Linked DNA regions of Mus musculus: region 2 is linked to region 1. A link is a contact called in public Hi-C data. All regions are on one chromosome and are shown on one strand. The core of a region is the stretch at or near the end of the contact, and the rest is flanking DNA. Distances in the headings are between cores, read along the strand shown.

What was found. A called contact is a pair of places that touch in the nucleus more often than the background predicts.
Region 2: a Hi-C map of the N1E-115 cell line shows a contact between it and region 1, with 2.8 times the contacts expected there. The contact joins two enhancer-like sites. A contact is called at or near these places in 3 of 484 Hi-C or Micro-C datasets (the N1E-115 cell line, cortical neurons and neural progenitor cells), 2 of 115 datasets of contacts at active chromatin or transcription factors (embryonic forebrain and embryonic stem cells) and 1 of 9 other capture datasets (liver).

The regions. Positions count from the first base shown.
Region 1 is chr12:27,248,485-27,255,924 of GRCm38.p6, reverse strand. No RefSeq gene overlaps it. Among named protein-coding and RNA genes, the nearest start is that of Gm40872, 44 kb to the right of the region's middle. Within about 2 kb of position 5,479, at least 3 of the 459 cell types and tissues checked have an H3K27ac peak or open chromatin away from gene starts, as enhancers often do. A contact at or near this core is called in the N1E-115 cell line, where this site is marked.
Region 2 is chr12:27,333,689-27,340,853 of GRCm38.p6, reverse strand. Sox11 (SRY (sex determining region Y)-box 11) reads left to right here. Exons shown (of 1, transcript NM_009234.6): 1 at 1-6,586. Among named protein-coding and RNA genes, the nearest start is that of Sox11, 5.4 kb to the left of the region's middle. Within about 2 kb of position 1,308, at least 58 of the 459 cell types and tissues checked have an H3K27ac peak or open chromatin away from gene starts, as enhancers often do. A contact at or near this core is called in the N1E-115 cell line, where this site is marked.

The sequences.
Region 1 (7,440 bases), core at 4,230-6,729:
TAAATTAAATCTAAACCATAGATTTAGCAAGCCACCTCCTACTTAGTCACATAACCGGTCTCTAACTTTTAAATACATTTGCATTTTTCAGTTTCTATTCCTGCTAGGTCATTTTATTTAGATTCTAGATACTTCCCATGAGTGTTATGTTTTTAGTATATACAATGTTGTTATGTTCCCTTAAAGAGTGTTGAATTACGCTTTGTTCGCAGAAAAAAAAAATCTCCAGGAACCATCCTGGACACTTTATTTCTTATTATCATCACTCTTGGGCAGCTCCCATTCCAAGTCAAATTTAGCCTTCACTACAGCATCTATCTATCTATCTATCTATCTATCTATCTATCTATCTATCTATCTATCTATCTATCTATCTATCTATCTACCTATCTATCTATCTATCTATCTATCTATCTATGTGACTTATTTATTTTAATTTAGATGTGTTGGTGTTTTGCCTGCATCTATGTCTGAGTAAGCATGTTGAATCCTCTGGAACTGGAGTTACAAACATTTGTGAGCTGCCGTATGGGTGCTGAGAATTGAACCTGCTTCTGTGGCCCTGCTCTTGTGTGCTTGCTCCTGTGGTTCCAGCCCACAGACTGGGATCCTGGGCTGAATAAGAAAATGAAAGTAAGCTGAGTACCAGCCTGCATCTCTCTCTGCTTCCTGGCTGCAGATGCCATGTGACCAGCTGCCTTGTTCGTGCTCTTGCTTCCATGCCCTCCTTCCTCAAACTGTTAGCCAAAGTATGCCCTTCCCCCTTTGGGTTGCTTCCTGTCAGGTATTTGATCACAGCATACGATCTATATGGAGTTCAGTATCCCCCACCGCTTGAAGATCCCTTTCAACTCATTCTAATATAGATGGGAAATGGTAACTTTATCCCACCTGTAGGCTGTCCAGCAAGCGTACTGAAGAACCATCTGTGCTCTTTCTCTATCATCCTATTGAAACAAGAAGGTACGTACTGAAGGAAGCTCTGTCTCAGGAGTGAAGATCCTGGATCCACAAGTCACCATGGGAAGGAGCATTGCCTGCAACATCCCCAAGCTCTGTATCACATGGTCTGTGGAAGCACATTGCATCAGAACTCTTTACTCATGACCCCGGTGTTAGAAACTGCATTCATTATTTCCTTATTGCTGTGGTCAAATACCTTACTCTGTAAGTTGCCTTGGTCTGGTGTTTTTATTTCAGCAATAGAATAAACTAATACTTGAGTTTTCAGTATTTTTATTAGCCATACGACTAAAACTGTCCTTTTTATTTATCACAGTTGTTCTAACCTCTTTCTGTGTATTATTAATGAATTAGGTTGTGACATTCCAGCCTTTCCTGTTTGGAGCTACCGGGTTTGCTTCAAACACCCTCTTCCCTCCCAAATCTCCCAAGAAATGTCTGAGGATTTACCATTGCAGAGCCCAGTTTCTGAGAGCAGCGTTATTTTACACAGCTGCCAGAGTGGTTTTTGGGAGGCACATGAGCTACTCTGTTTTATTGTAACAGTCCCACATTCCACGGAGTCAAGTTCTCTGCAGCTAGCATGCTGGAAGGCAAGGTGAGAGCAAGGAGAGAAAAAAAATCCTGGAAACTACAAGCCTGCACTCAGGGGAAGGCTGGCTGCCAGCTGGCACATGCCAGCACAAACCGTAGGCTTTTTTTCTGATTTGCTTTCAGGTTGGCATCTGAGGAAAGGCAGGTCACAGACCCACTGTCCTCCCACTGGGTCTGTGTGTGAGTAGTATGGACCCTTTGGACTGGTATTCCATGTGTCAGAACTCAAACAAAGAACTGTACTTAACTAATAAGTAAGTCTCCTTCCTCTGAGAGGAAACAAAATTGGCAAGAACACTAATCCCTCAGGACCACTGTACAGGGACCACAAACTGGGTGGCATATAATAACCGAAAAAAAATATATTGTCTCTCAGCGCTGGAGGCTCACCATCAGAAATCAAGGTTTCCTAACCCAGTAGCACACCCTGCAGAGGCCTCAGGGGAGGCCACTTTTTTAGTTTCCTCTTAGTCCATTGGGATAGTCAGCAACTCTGGAAACAGTCGCCTTTGTGATGCCTTATCCCAGCCTCCATCCCTGGTTATCTTCTCCCCATGTATCTGTGTCTTGCCTTCTAACAATGCCATTCATAGTGGATTAGGGTCCACCCTAATGACCCATGTCTCTTAAGACTGTGTCTGCAAATAGTATCATATCCACATCTGTGTAGGTGAGGACACAGAACACTCTGTGAAGCTATGATTCAACACATGATGAAGTCCCACAGTGGTCATTGTGCTCACCTACTGTAATCAGAGTCCTTCCTCCACCAAGAAGAGGTCTGGCCCTGGCAGTCAACCCAGAAGTGCATTAGAAGGGGATGGTATGCTGACTCTACATCAATTGCACTGGGAATATACTTGTGTGTTAGAAAGAACAGTAAAAACAACCTAAAATAGCTGAGGAGTGCTGATATACTGCAAACTCAATCTCCACTTAGATATGCTTTCAAGGATAGCTAAGATATCTGAGGATATATAAGAGTCCCTATTGGAGCTATAGATATTGGAGCAGAGACTGACCACTGTTGGGACATCAGAGGACAGAGCAGGCTGATACCCGTGAGGTGAGAAGCATGTCTCCTTCAGATTTATAAAATGATTGTCTCAGCTAACCCAGGAAGAGGACGCGTATAGGTTAGGAAGACCTTTAGTGTTCTTTAGTGCATTATCTTAAATAAGCAGCCACATATTGATTACATTCCCTGGAAGTTTTAGTAGATGCAGCCCCTAGAGCTGGGTAACCCACCTCCTTTATCAGAGACCTCTCTATAGAACTGTCACAATTCTGTGGATTGATGCTACATTCACTCAGTATACATCTGGTTCAGCTGCCCTGAAGTTTCTGGTATGGCTGTCTGTGTATCCATGTGGGTGGCAGACAGGGCTAGTCCATGGATCATTTCTCATAGTGGCCAGCTTGGGGACTGAACACAGTCAAATGGTTGAGCAGATAAATAGGTGAACCTGCGAGTTTGCATGGCTGCTTTCCTCAAAGTGGGACATTTGATCTAATAGGATTCTGATACCTAACTATGTTGGGAGCAGAATAATGTTGTTAGCTAAGATAATATGACCCACTGCACTTTTTCTAATTAATGTATTTCTACATTAATTGATATATGTAAGTTGTTTCTTTTAAAAAAATCCATGTGATAAGCTTAATCCATGAAATAGTTGTAGTGAAGATAATTTTCAAAATAATAATCAGGACTCATATTTGGCCCCAAATACATATTCAAATGTATATATTTTAAGGGTAGAAATTCTTTATACAGATAGTTCTCATGGTGGACAGCATTTTGGCAATCAATGTCAGGACCTGCTGGGCATTATAAACAACTCAATCAGGCCATTTTACTGCTGGAAATCCATGCTAAGCATCTTCATTCCTGAAGACAGTTTATAAATAATTATCCATTGCTATCTTTTCTAGAACAGGAGAAATCTGAAACAATCTAAATGTATACCAATAGGGTATTAGCTAAGTAAATGATAGAACACATTTAGGTGGCCATTAAAGTAATACCTTCAATGTGTTTGTAAAAATAACATGGAAGAATATGTATTAAAATACGAATAAAAGAGTAGAAGGTGAAATCATAACATTCCTGTTAGGTGTCAATAATTCAAATAGCCACCCATGTTAATGGCCACTGCTTCCAGAGTGTGCAACATGCACGGGGTTAGAAATTTCTTCTTCGTGCTTTTCTTTATTTTTCCATCTTATTACACTGAGTGTTTTGTCAGGGGAACTATAATAGGCACTCGGAAATAAAGGCATAAATGAAGTGAAAAATTAAATGTTATATTCATTAAAAACGAATGCTGTAAAATGGGCATTGCCTTGGGAAACACAGCCTGTGAGCTTTGTGTGCACAGAGGGACCCCGTTGCTGTGGTTATATATATATATATGTGTGTGTGTGTGTGTGTGTATATATATATATATATATATATGTATCAGGTGCCATGATCTCTCCTCTGCAGGCAGTGACTAACTGATGGGGCTTGTGGATGAGGTGGACAAGAGCCATGGCACTTGTGAGATTCTAGCCATTGCTGGCCCACTCAACAGACACTGTGTCTTTTCCAGGGAGCTGTCTCTTCACTCTCAATTACCTGTCCGCTCAGCATGTCAGGCTTGGCAGCTGAGCTGAGCTCTGACGAGATGCGTGTTGGCAGGGGAAACTGAAGTGGACTGACAGCCTGCACTCAAACAGGTCACCTAGGAAGGGGCTCTAACAACACTCTCACTAGAGGAAATCCTCCTCTTCTCCCCTCCTCCTCCCTTTCCCCGATTCTTTTCGATTGCATGTACATGTGTCATGTACATGTGTACACTGGTTTGTATGAATTGCCTTTCTCAGTTACTTTACACCTTGATTTTTGAGACGGTCCCTCATTGAATCTGGAATCTACGGATTTAAGTATGCTGGTTGACCAGCAGGTCCCAGGAAGCCCTCCTCTCTTTTCCTCCCTACCTCCTCAGCTCTAGGTGAACATTGTCTAGCCCAGCTTTTTCTGTGGATGCTGAGATCTGAACCTAGATTATCAGGCTTTTGCACTAAGCACTTTACAGATTGAGCCTTCTTCCCATCCTTCCTTCCTTCCTTCTTCCTTTTAACTAAATATTTGTTGACATTTAAATTTTAGTTTCTACAGCGTATTGGATATTCATATCTAGAAAGCGCAATTAAACATTACTGAAAAGAATCTCAAGCCAGATGATGATATTTATATGATTTAATTTAAACTCAGATCATTTGTTTTGAAACCAAAGTGATGGGGATCAGGGACAAATTTTGAGAGTGTGCTGCTTGGGGGAATTTAACACAGCACTTGGAAATACATCATGTCATGTCTGGTTCCATAGCCAAGGAAGGCACAGCTAAGAAAGTGTCCAGCATCCGTGTCTCTTTAGGGAAGAAACAGCAACAGTTCTATGCAGCTGCGGTGATGCCATTTAGCAAGAGGTTTTTTTAAGTTATCTGGGTCTCGATTGGAGCAGAGAGCATCACTTCCTATAGGTTTAGTATCGTCTTGGGAGAATATGTTTTTCCACGGGATTTGGGGCTACCTCGCAGGAGAACTAAAACCTTAATATGATGTCAGTGCTTCACATGCCAGATACTTGAATCACATTTAGCACAGCCTTGTGAGGTCCCTGTCTGGCTAAGTGGTTTAAATTCAAAGGTGTAGCCCAGAAATGTTCTTCCCATTTTTTTGCAATCACAACATCTTACATGCTTGCAGTAAGTTTGACAGAGGTGAGCAGGAGACACAGAGATCCATCAAGGACTTTCCTTGTATCTGCAAGTCTTCTTTAAACAACCCAAAACTAACAACCAAATAAAACCAAGCCTTGTGTGTATGTCTGTGTGTGTGTGTGTGTGTGTGTGTGTGTGTGTGTGTGTACATTTGCATGTGGTAGTGCATGTTAGTATGTACACATGCTTTCTCATGTCTGGGGGGCTCACCTCACTGATTTACCTAAGCCAGAAGGCCAGCAAACCATAGGGGACTTCCTGTCTCCATCTCCTCAGCCCCAGGGTTACAGACATGTATGGCCATGCCCAACTTTAACTTAGATACTGCAATTTGAACTTAGATCCTTATATTTGCATGGCAAGAACCTTACCCAGTGATCCATCTCCCCAGGGCTTATTTCCCCACTTTTATAGACCAAGTCTGTGATTGAATTTTGACACGTTGAAACTGCATAGAAAATAAAGGAAACAAACAAATAGCAGCAGCAGCAGCAGCAGCAACAACAACAACAACAAAAACCCAAACAGTGAAACCTCTTGGCACTGAGCAACGTTCAATGAGAAAGATACAGGGAATGCTTAGGTTGGACTTATGTACATTTGTGTCAGGAAGACTCCCCAAACTTTATACAGCCATGGGACTCATGAGTGCTTCTGTGAGATCTTTTCTGAGTCTCCACATTATTTTCTGTTCAATAGGATCTTGCTCTGCAGCCTGTGGCTGCCCTGGAACTGCTATGTAGCTCAGGATGGTCTTGAACTTATGATCTGCCCCCCCACCCCCACCCCCGATGATGTGGGGCTATAGACAGCTCTGCCCCATCTTGGCTTGAGCTTGAGGGCTTCTTTAAGACTCTTTTGTCAAAGACATTTGGGAAATAGAGGTTGAGATCAGGAGTCAGAGCCTCCTGTATTTGAGAAAACTAAGATTTCTTTCCCAAAGCTGGCTTCCTGCTGACTGATGCCAGAAATGTTCATTGTACAGAATCATTTGTCACATTACCTTAGTTCTTCTATGAGTGTGTGTGTGCTCACGCATGTGCACGCGCATTCGAGCACTCATGCTTGCATGCATGTACATGTGTGCACAGCTATGTGTGGGGTGTGCATGTATATGAGTACACATGCCTGTGGAAGGCAGAGGTCAATTTTGGGTGTCATGGGTCTTAAACTTAAAATATATTTATTACCCAACAACCTTTCAAAACTGTTGCAGCTACCAGACACTTGATCGATAGTTCGATAGTTCTGTGGACTTTCTTACCTTCACCCCTTGCTATTCTTGGGGCACAACACTTTTCACTTCCTTGGTGTAGGATTCTTATCTGTAGGATTTTTATGGTTTTAATTGCTCACCCTGACTCTGGGTCCTCTGTTTTCTCCAAGATCTCTAGACTTGGTTGTTAGTCTCCACCTAGGTTTCCCACAACTTGCTCTTAAACTCCTAACTCTGGCCCTGCTTTGATTCTTAGCCTAGTTTCCAAAGTCTTCTCACTACGTCCTCATCTCAGGGGGCAGGGTATTCATTGTTTCAGTGGCTGTGGCCACATATCTTCTTACCTACAGATTCCCAAAGCAACTTGTTTTAGGACCTGGTGGACCTGATAGCTCAGGCAAGGTTGGAAACCACAGCAAAATGACAGCCACTTCTGACTTTCTCTAGCTGTGCCACTTTCCTAACAGGTCTCCTGGAAATTTACATCTTTATCTGGAATTGTCCCTTTGAGTCTAATGTGTCCCAAATGTCTTAGAGGCTACAGTGTAGTAGCACAGGGAAGCATCTCCAACGTCACTCCAGTTCCCTTCCTCGCACTTGTGAACAGCGCTGGCAATATGGTCTGAGTATTTCCATCATCTTTGCCCTCCTCTCCTAGGCTGTGATGAGGAAGAAAAAAGGAGATGGTGCTGTCCAGCTCATGGTTGCCTTGGCAACCAGCTGGTGGGGAGCTGGCTCTCTCTTCATTAACCTGCAGTCCATTTGCTGCTGATTTCCCTCCAAGTCCCTCCTGCTATTTCTGCCACTTAAAGAAACCCTCCCCCCCACAAAAAACCCTCCCCTATTTGTAAAGAAGAATAAAAATGACATTTTGTCAGGGCTTCAGTGTTTAAAATCCT
Region 2 (7,165 bases), core at 59-2,558, 89 kb before region 1:
GGGAGGGGAGGAGGCCCCGCTCCGGAAGGCGCTGTTTGAAGCTTGTGGCTCTTTGAAGTCTGAAAGACATCGGCAGAGGACCCTTTAGACGGCACAACTGTTACTCTAGGGAGTTGATTTTTTTTTCTTAAGAGATTTAAAAAGGAACTGGTGATTTAAAAAAAGAAAAACACAAAAAGGGACCATTGCAACCTTTTTATTTTATTTTCTTTTTTGGAGGGAGAAAGCTGATGTCTTCTATGCATCCGATTTCTTAAACTGCAGGGAGCTTGAAAAAATGCAGTCTGTACAAACGCTTACAAAAATCATAACTGTGAACTGACTTAAGACCAGAGTTTACTTTTCAGATCAAATTGTTTATGGTTTTACAAATGTGATTTCTACTTGGCAACCTTTTTTTGGTAACTCGTTCCCTTATACCTCCTTGATTGAATACCTTACAGCCTAGACCTCAGTACAAAAAGGTATTGAAACATTTTTGATACATAACAGACCTCAATCTTTTTTAAAAATTAATATATTTTCAGGCGTATTTTTGTACAGTGAAAAGGGAACAATCTTGCTGTGTTTTTTCAGTAAGACTTTCAGGCACTTCTTCCCTTTTGATTTCTTTTTCTTTTTTTCTCTTCTTGTTTTTGTTTTTCTTTTTTGTTTGTTTTTTTAGCATGCAAATATGTTGGTACGTTATGTCCTGGTTTAAAAGGATTAAAAATTTAAAAGTAATCCTTGCATCTAAAGGCCTTGTGGTTTAAAAAAAAAAGCAAACTTTTTTGTACAGCTATAGTAGAGATTTGTTCAATATTTGTAGGTAAAGATTTATTGAAAATGGTGACCTAGACCTCAGAGCTGTTCTTAGTTTAAGACTGTATGTACTGTATCATAGTAGGACCTATGTATCTCATCGCTGTGATGTGTGGACGGGGCCCCAGACAGAAGGTTTGAAACTGGATACGCGATTTTTATCAAAAAGAAAAAGGAAAGGCACATAGTTTAAAATTTTCTCATTTTGTGCAATATAATTAAATAAACAGACCATTGCATATTTAGTAGCAAATGGTGGCGAAGCAGACTCAATGCACTGTCGAAGTCACCGCCGGGGTTTTTGGGTTTTTTTGTGTGTGCTGAAGTCTGTGTCTTGATTTTAATAAATCAGCAGGATCGGATAGAAGCTCGCATGGCCCTTAGTCTCTCCCGGGAGCCGCGTGTTCACCGCGCAGCGGACGCGGGTGGCGGAGGGCGGATGCCGCTTTTTGGAGCCCTTAGGCTGCCATAGGTTGCAGCCCGGTGTCCTCCCTTCTCACCCCGCCCTGCGTCTCCATCCCCGCCGTGGGCTTCGCGCTGGTCCGTGCCTGGCGAGTCTGGAGCTAGTGTCCACAGGGCTAGGCCTCCGCTTCTGGCTTTGGGTTTTTTCTGTTGTTGTTGGTTTTTTTTTTTTTTTTTAAATCTCCACCCCCATCCGCGGGCGGCATCGCTGCGCGCGCGCGCGCGCGCTCAATGAGATACGAGTGGAGAGGGCCGCGCCCTTCAGCGTTATCCACGCGGGTGGGGCACGAGGAAAGCAAATGCGCCTAGAGCCGCCTTCACGGTGCAGGATGGCTTTGGTTTCTTTGATGGAGCATTTGCCTCCAGGGGCCCGGTCCAGCCCTCCCCTCCCCCACTGCCCCCTCCCCCCCGCCAGCTTGTCCCTCGTGGTGTCCCGCGCGCAAGCCCAACTCCCCAGGGCCGCGACGCACGCGACCGAGGAGCCCTTCAGCAGTGAATTGAAACTCGGTGCCCAACAGCCCGACTCTAGACCCACAGAAACCATTACGGCGCGGGCGCTGACCGCGGGGACTTGACCAGTAGGGATCCAGGTCGGTGCCCCACGCAAGACAGGCACTGCAGATAGAGAGCTCGCCCTCACGGAGCAGCGCGATCTCATAGCGCGTGGGTGGGGCGGCGACCCGGTGTGGCTTTTTCGGGCTTCCCTCGCCCACCCCTCCCCCACAGCGCCCTGCTGTGAGCCACGCGGGGACCTTTAAGCCGCGAATAATTTCACCAGCGGTTTACTGGGGACAGATTCTGAAGCCTAAGGAAAAGGCATTCTGAGTGTCTTGAGTTCTTAACATTTGCATGTGTTCCCGTTTCCCGTCGGGCGTTTTCCATGGTGAGGAAGGAACTTTTAAATAAATTAGAAAAGGAGTGAGGATCTGGCTTCAGAATGGAAGCATAGCTGCAATTTGTATTTTAAAATTATGTGGCCGAGTTTCTTGGTAGGAAAAGAAGAGACAGTTCTTGGTTGGAGATCAGGAAAAAAAGAAATCTTTTCTTTCTTTCTTTTTTTTTTTTTTTTTTTTTTTTTAAATCCCAGTTAGAACTCAGGAAAGGCGCTTGAATGCGCTTTTAACAATATTTAAAGCGGTTTCGACGAATGCATTGTGAAGACCATTCCCAGTGAACTCTATTGAATGTCTAATACACAAGGTATTCCAGCTACTGGCCAGGCTTCAATAAAAGGTTAGCTGCATTTTTTTTCCTCCTAAGTAAGTCTTATTTTTAACTGAGCATTGACAGTATCTTAAAATGGTAACGTGGGCGTGGGCGTTGTGTGCATAGCAGTCTAGCCGGTTGGGTACCCTGCTCCTGTACCTAGTTCACAGACTCGAGTGCATTTTTTTTTGGCGAGATTTCCATCTTTGAAGAAACAAAAAAACAAAAACACCTGAACCAGCGTTCTCTTATTCTTTAAGCTGTGGAAATAATTTCCAGTTTCTACATTCTCGATATGCATCCTTATTAAAAAGATAATACGAATGAAAGGCAGTGTGCTTAAAGTGTGCTTTGCAAATACATGTTATGAATGACTACGGTCACTGGGCAAATTATTTGTAGAATGATTAGCCTTTAGCTAGAAAAAAAAAATCATTGCAGCTCTTTTGGGCCTGGATGGTTCTTTTTAATGTTAATGGAGGGGAAGTGATTTAAATATGCATGCTCTTAGCAGTCAGGATCTGACTTAGTTGTTTTGAGAGAAAAAAAAATCAAAAGGCAAGGTCTACTTTTTTTCTCTGGGAATTGAAACCACAATCATCTTGATACTAGAACAGTGTAAGAAATGAACATTTGTTCTTCACTTCAGAATTCAAATGAGTTTTGCCCAAGGAATCTGGGAAATAAGGCAAATAAGTTGCTCAATTTTCAAGTAGTCATTCAATAGAAATATACTCCATCACTCGGCTTTCTTATTCTCTGATGGGGTATTCTGTATAGTCTCACTGTTTTCTCCTAATGGGCATATGTATCTTTGTGGACACTTGGAAGAGAGGTTTTCTTGTACTCTCTCATTTCTAGAATCTTTATACTCTTTTTCCTGCAAGGTTCTCTGCTTTTAACAGATTTCTGAGGCAACTATATTTGTGCTTTTTTCTTATGTAGGAAGACCAGCGAAACTAGCTTACTGAGTTGTCGATTTTATCAGTAGATAAAGAAACTTTGTTTATTACAGTTTCAGGGAAGGTTTTTCAGGATATTTCTCAGTTATTCTAAGGGCCAAATTTTATATATAAAAAAAAAAAAACTTCATTAGGAATGTCAGTTTCAGATACCCTTTGTATAGCCTGTGGCCTGCAAGCACGACAGGACTGAGCCTTACATGTGTCCGAACAGGAATTCATAAGTCCCCAAAGTAAACGTCTCCATGTAACGATTCTTGACGTGTTTCTCTGAGAGTTGGCTTATTTTGATTATCAATTCTTTCTCACTGTCCATTCCTATTGATTTATCCTGCCATATCTCTTTGGGTTTGATGAGCTCAACATTTTTTGCTCTTTGATAACAACTCAGGTTTTGGTTTGGGGTTTTTCATGCCCCCTTTGTGTGTTGCTTATGTTTTCCACCACAGTATAAAAGTACTGAAGCCAAGCCACTTCCCATTCATTCCTTTACTGCTGCCTCCCTTTCCCCAACTCCCAACTCCTAACACACCTTCATTTTTTTCCCATCGTCTTCTTCTTCTTCTTTTTTTTTAACACTACCTAGATGCGTTAGCTGCCTGATTAGTTTATCTATTCCATGTGGATGCAGTGAGTTTATAAGAGAATTTCACAAACAAGTAGTTTTTTAGTGAACTTAAACAGAATTTTAAAGGAGACCTATTTTTATACTCAATAAAAGCACAAAACGTGCATAAAATATAGCATGGCGTACAAAGGGAAATCCACTCATAACGTTCCATGTATAGAAGTAATAATTTTCTTGGATAGCGATATTCTTTGAAGACCCAGTGCCTGTCTGCCTGTGCCCAGACAGGGTGGTTTCCACACACTGGGAACTTCCGGTTGCCGGCACTTGACAAACACAGTTCACCACAGCCACAAAGAGCAATAGGTAGGAGCTGAGGTGTGCCTCCTGATGAGCAGTCGGCCACTAGGCAACCTGGATGTGCCCATGTGGAGGCTCCAGCCTCACTGTTTGATCAAACTTCTTTTATGTAGTCTCTTCTGTGAAAAAAAAAAAAAAAAAGACCAAACAAAGCAATAGGACAAGTTTGAAAATGCATTTGAACATAGGATTTCCTCCAGGGTCCTCAAAGAGATTTTAAAAAAAAAAACAACAACAAAAAAAAACGTGACACTTAAGTTTAGTAGGCACATTACATTCCCCTCCCCTTCAAAAACAGAACGACTGGAAATAATCAAGACATAGCGTAAAAAGAATTTTGATCAAATGGATATTGACAAAGGGCCCTCGATCCCATTTCTCTTCACCCAGCTTGTGTTCAAAAACCTTATGCCTCGTCCCCTGAATCACACAGGGAGAAGCGTCCTATGCCATTGTCATGGACTCCCCACTTTGTCTACTTTTGCTCTTGTACATATGTTGTGGGTATCAGTTGTTCCCATTTGTTCTGTAACACCCTTGTTTGAATGGACTGTTTTGAAACGGAGGCCTGTGTCTCAGGTATGGGACACCTAGTGGTCGTGGCAACCCATCCCGTGATGCTTTGTTTCCCGGGACAGAGCCACCTGAAGTCTGAGAGTAGTTATCAGCATGGCACTGTTAACAAGTGTTCTGTTTTCCAAGGCCGAGAAAAAAAGAAAAAGAAAAAAGGAAAAAAAAAAAAAAGCAACTTTCACAGCTGCTCCAGGTTTGGGAGAGGAATAGCTGGAAAGCCCTTTTGTTTAGAAGTCTGAGTGGGTTATGGGGGGACTTTTATAGAGTTTGCATGCCAGCGCAGGACCTGTTGCTGTCAGACAGAGAGAAGGAGAAGCTACCTGAGGCAGTGCGCTGGGGGACTACGTAAGTGTCCCGTAGCACTAGGGCAGCAAATGCATGGTGAAGTCATGTCTTCTGGTAGAGGTTATCTAGCATGCAGAGTGTAGTGTGTTGAAACTGTATGACGTTGCTGTATCAAAGTTGTAAAATTAAGCATTATTTATTGAAAACTATGTATTTTTTTGTAAAAACCTGATCACACAAGAGAGTATCAGTGGCTTGTGCTTTGTGCTTCAATCAAACCAGCTTCGTGACCGCCCTCCTTGGAATGCAGTGTTAATGCTCAGGGTTGAATTCATACACTCCAATGTCTCTTTTTGCAGGAGTTTTTCACAGAGGAATACATTTGTTCAAAAGACCAATAAAAATCGTGTGATCAATCTCCACATGTGGCTTTTATGTGACTTTTTTGTTTTGTTTTTGATTTTTTGTTTTGTTTTGTTTTGTTTTGTTTTTTGTTTATCTTTCCCACTTTGCATTGGGTAACTACTGTGTGACTCCTAAAGTGTTGTCTCGAAGCTGAGAGATTTGAAAAGTCTTGGTGTCTCAGCATCCAACCAGGACCCACAGCTTGGGCAGGACTGGGGCCCTCAGGAAGTGATGCTTAGGGCAGGCTGCGAGCTGCCCACAGTGGAATAAGCATGGTGATCGTGTCTTGGTATTTTTAACTGGCCAATAGAGTAAATAAAAAGCATAGGCAAAGTATAGAGGGGTAGGTTAGCCTGTTTGTCAGAGTTAGAGGATGAAGGGATTATTCAGGGGCAGTTGCTGATGTTGAATCCAATGCCAGCAAACTCCATTCCTCAGTGTCTTTTTTTTTCCCCCTCTATAAGCAATTTACATTGTAAATGTATTTTGACATAGAAACCATTCTGTATTGAAACTCTTGCTATAAGATGTTTTTATGAAAGCCTGTAAGTGGTCCTTGGAATTATTATCAGATTTTTTTAAAGATGTGTTTACATGGTGAGTGTTTGTTGCATATTAATTAAATTTGGTTTTGTAGAAACATCTGTGTCGTATCATGACGGATCTCTATGGGCACGGCTTACACACTCACATGCGTGGCTCACACACCCACTTCTGGGCCCCTGGTAAGACCAATGTCAACTTTAAGCAAAAGAACAAATACCCAGCTCCATGTGTTGGACAGCTCTCTGGTTTTTATATAAGACATTTTTACTTCATAGATGACTTTCAAAGGGTGTCACCCTTTCATAGGATTTGACTTTTATTTTGAAAGAAAACAAGATAGACTACATACAGCCTTTCATCTTAAAGTAGATGTTTTTTTTGTAAGAATTCAACAAATAAATTCATTGACATTTCTGGCTAAATTTCTATTGATAAGACTTTTTTTTTCCCTATGCTTTTGAACACGATAAAATCTCCCAGCAGATGTAGAATGTACTGCAGGGTGGGTGGGGATTGCCTGTCACACACCATGACTATTCCTTCACATAACCACTGTACCAACTTTGAAATTGGCTGGTAACTACAGCTGGGAAAGCCCCCTCCCTACCAGAGTGTAAACAATTACAAGAATTGAGGAACTTGGTGAACTTGAGGTAGCCAATCCAATTTTTGACATCAGTCAAAGCACTAATTTCAATAGAATTATTTCTTTTAATACTCCAGGGTCAACAGGAAAAGAACGAGGTCCCAGGGAAACATTCTGCCATGTTGTACATTATCTGCTAGGGCCCAGGACAAAGTTTATGGTGACCTGTGAACACACAGCTGCACTGAATCTAAGGGGTGGCATATAGTCATCAGACAATGTGGTCCCTCAGGGATGGGGATGCAGCTCATTTGCTATGGTGTTTGCCTGATGTACACAACATTCTTGGTTTGGTCCCCAACATTGCATAAACTGGGCATGATATCACTTGCCTGCAATCCTAACACTTGG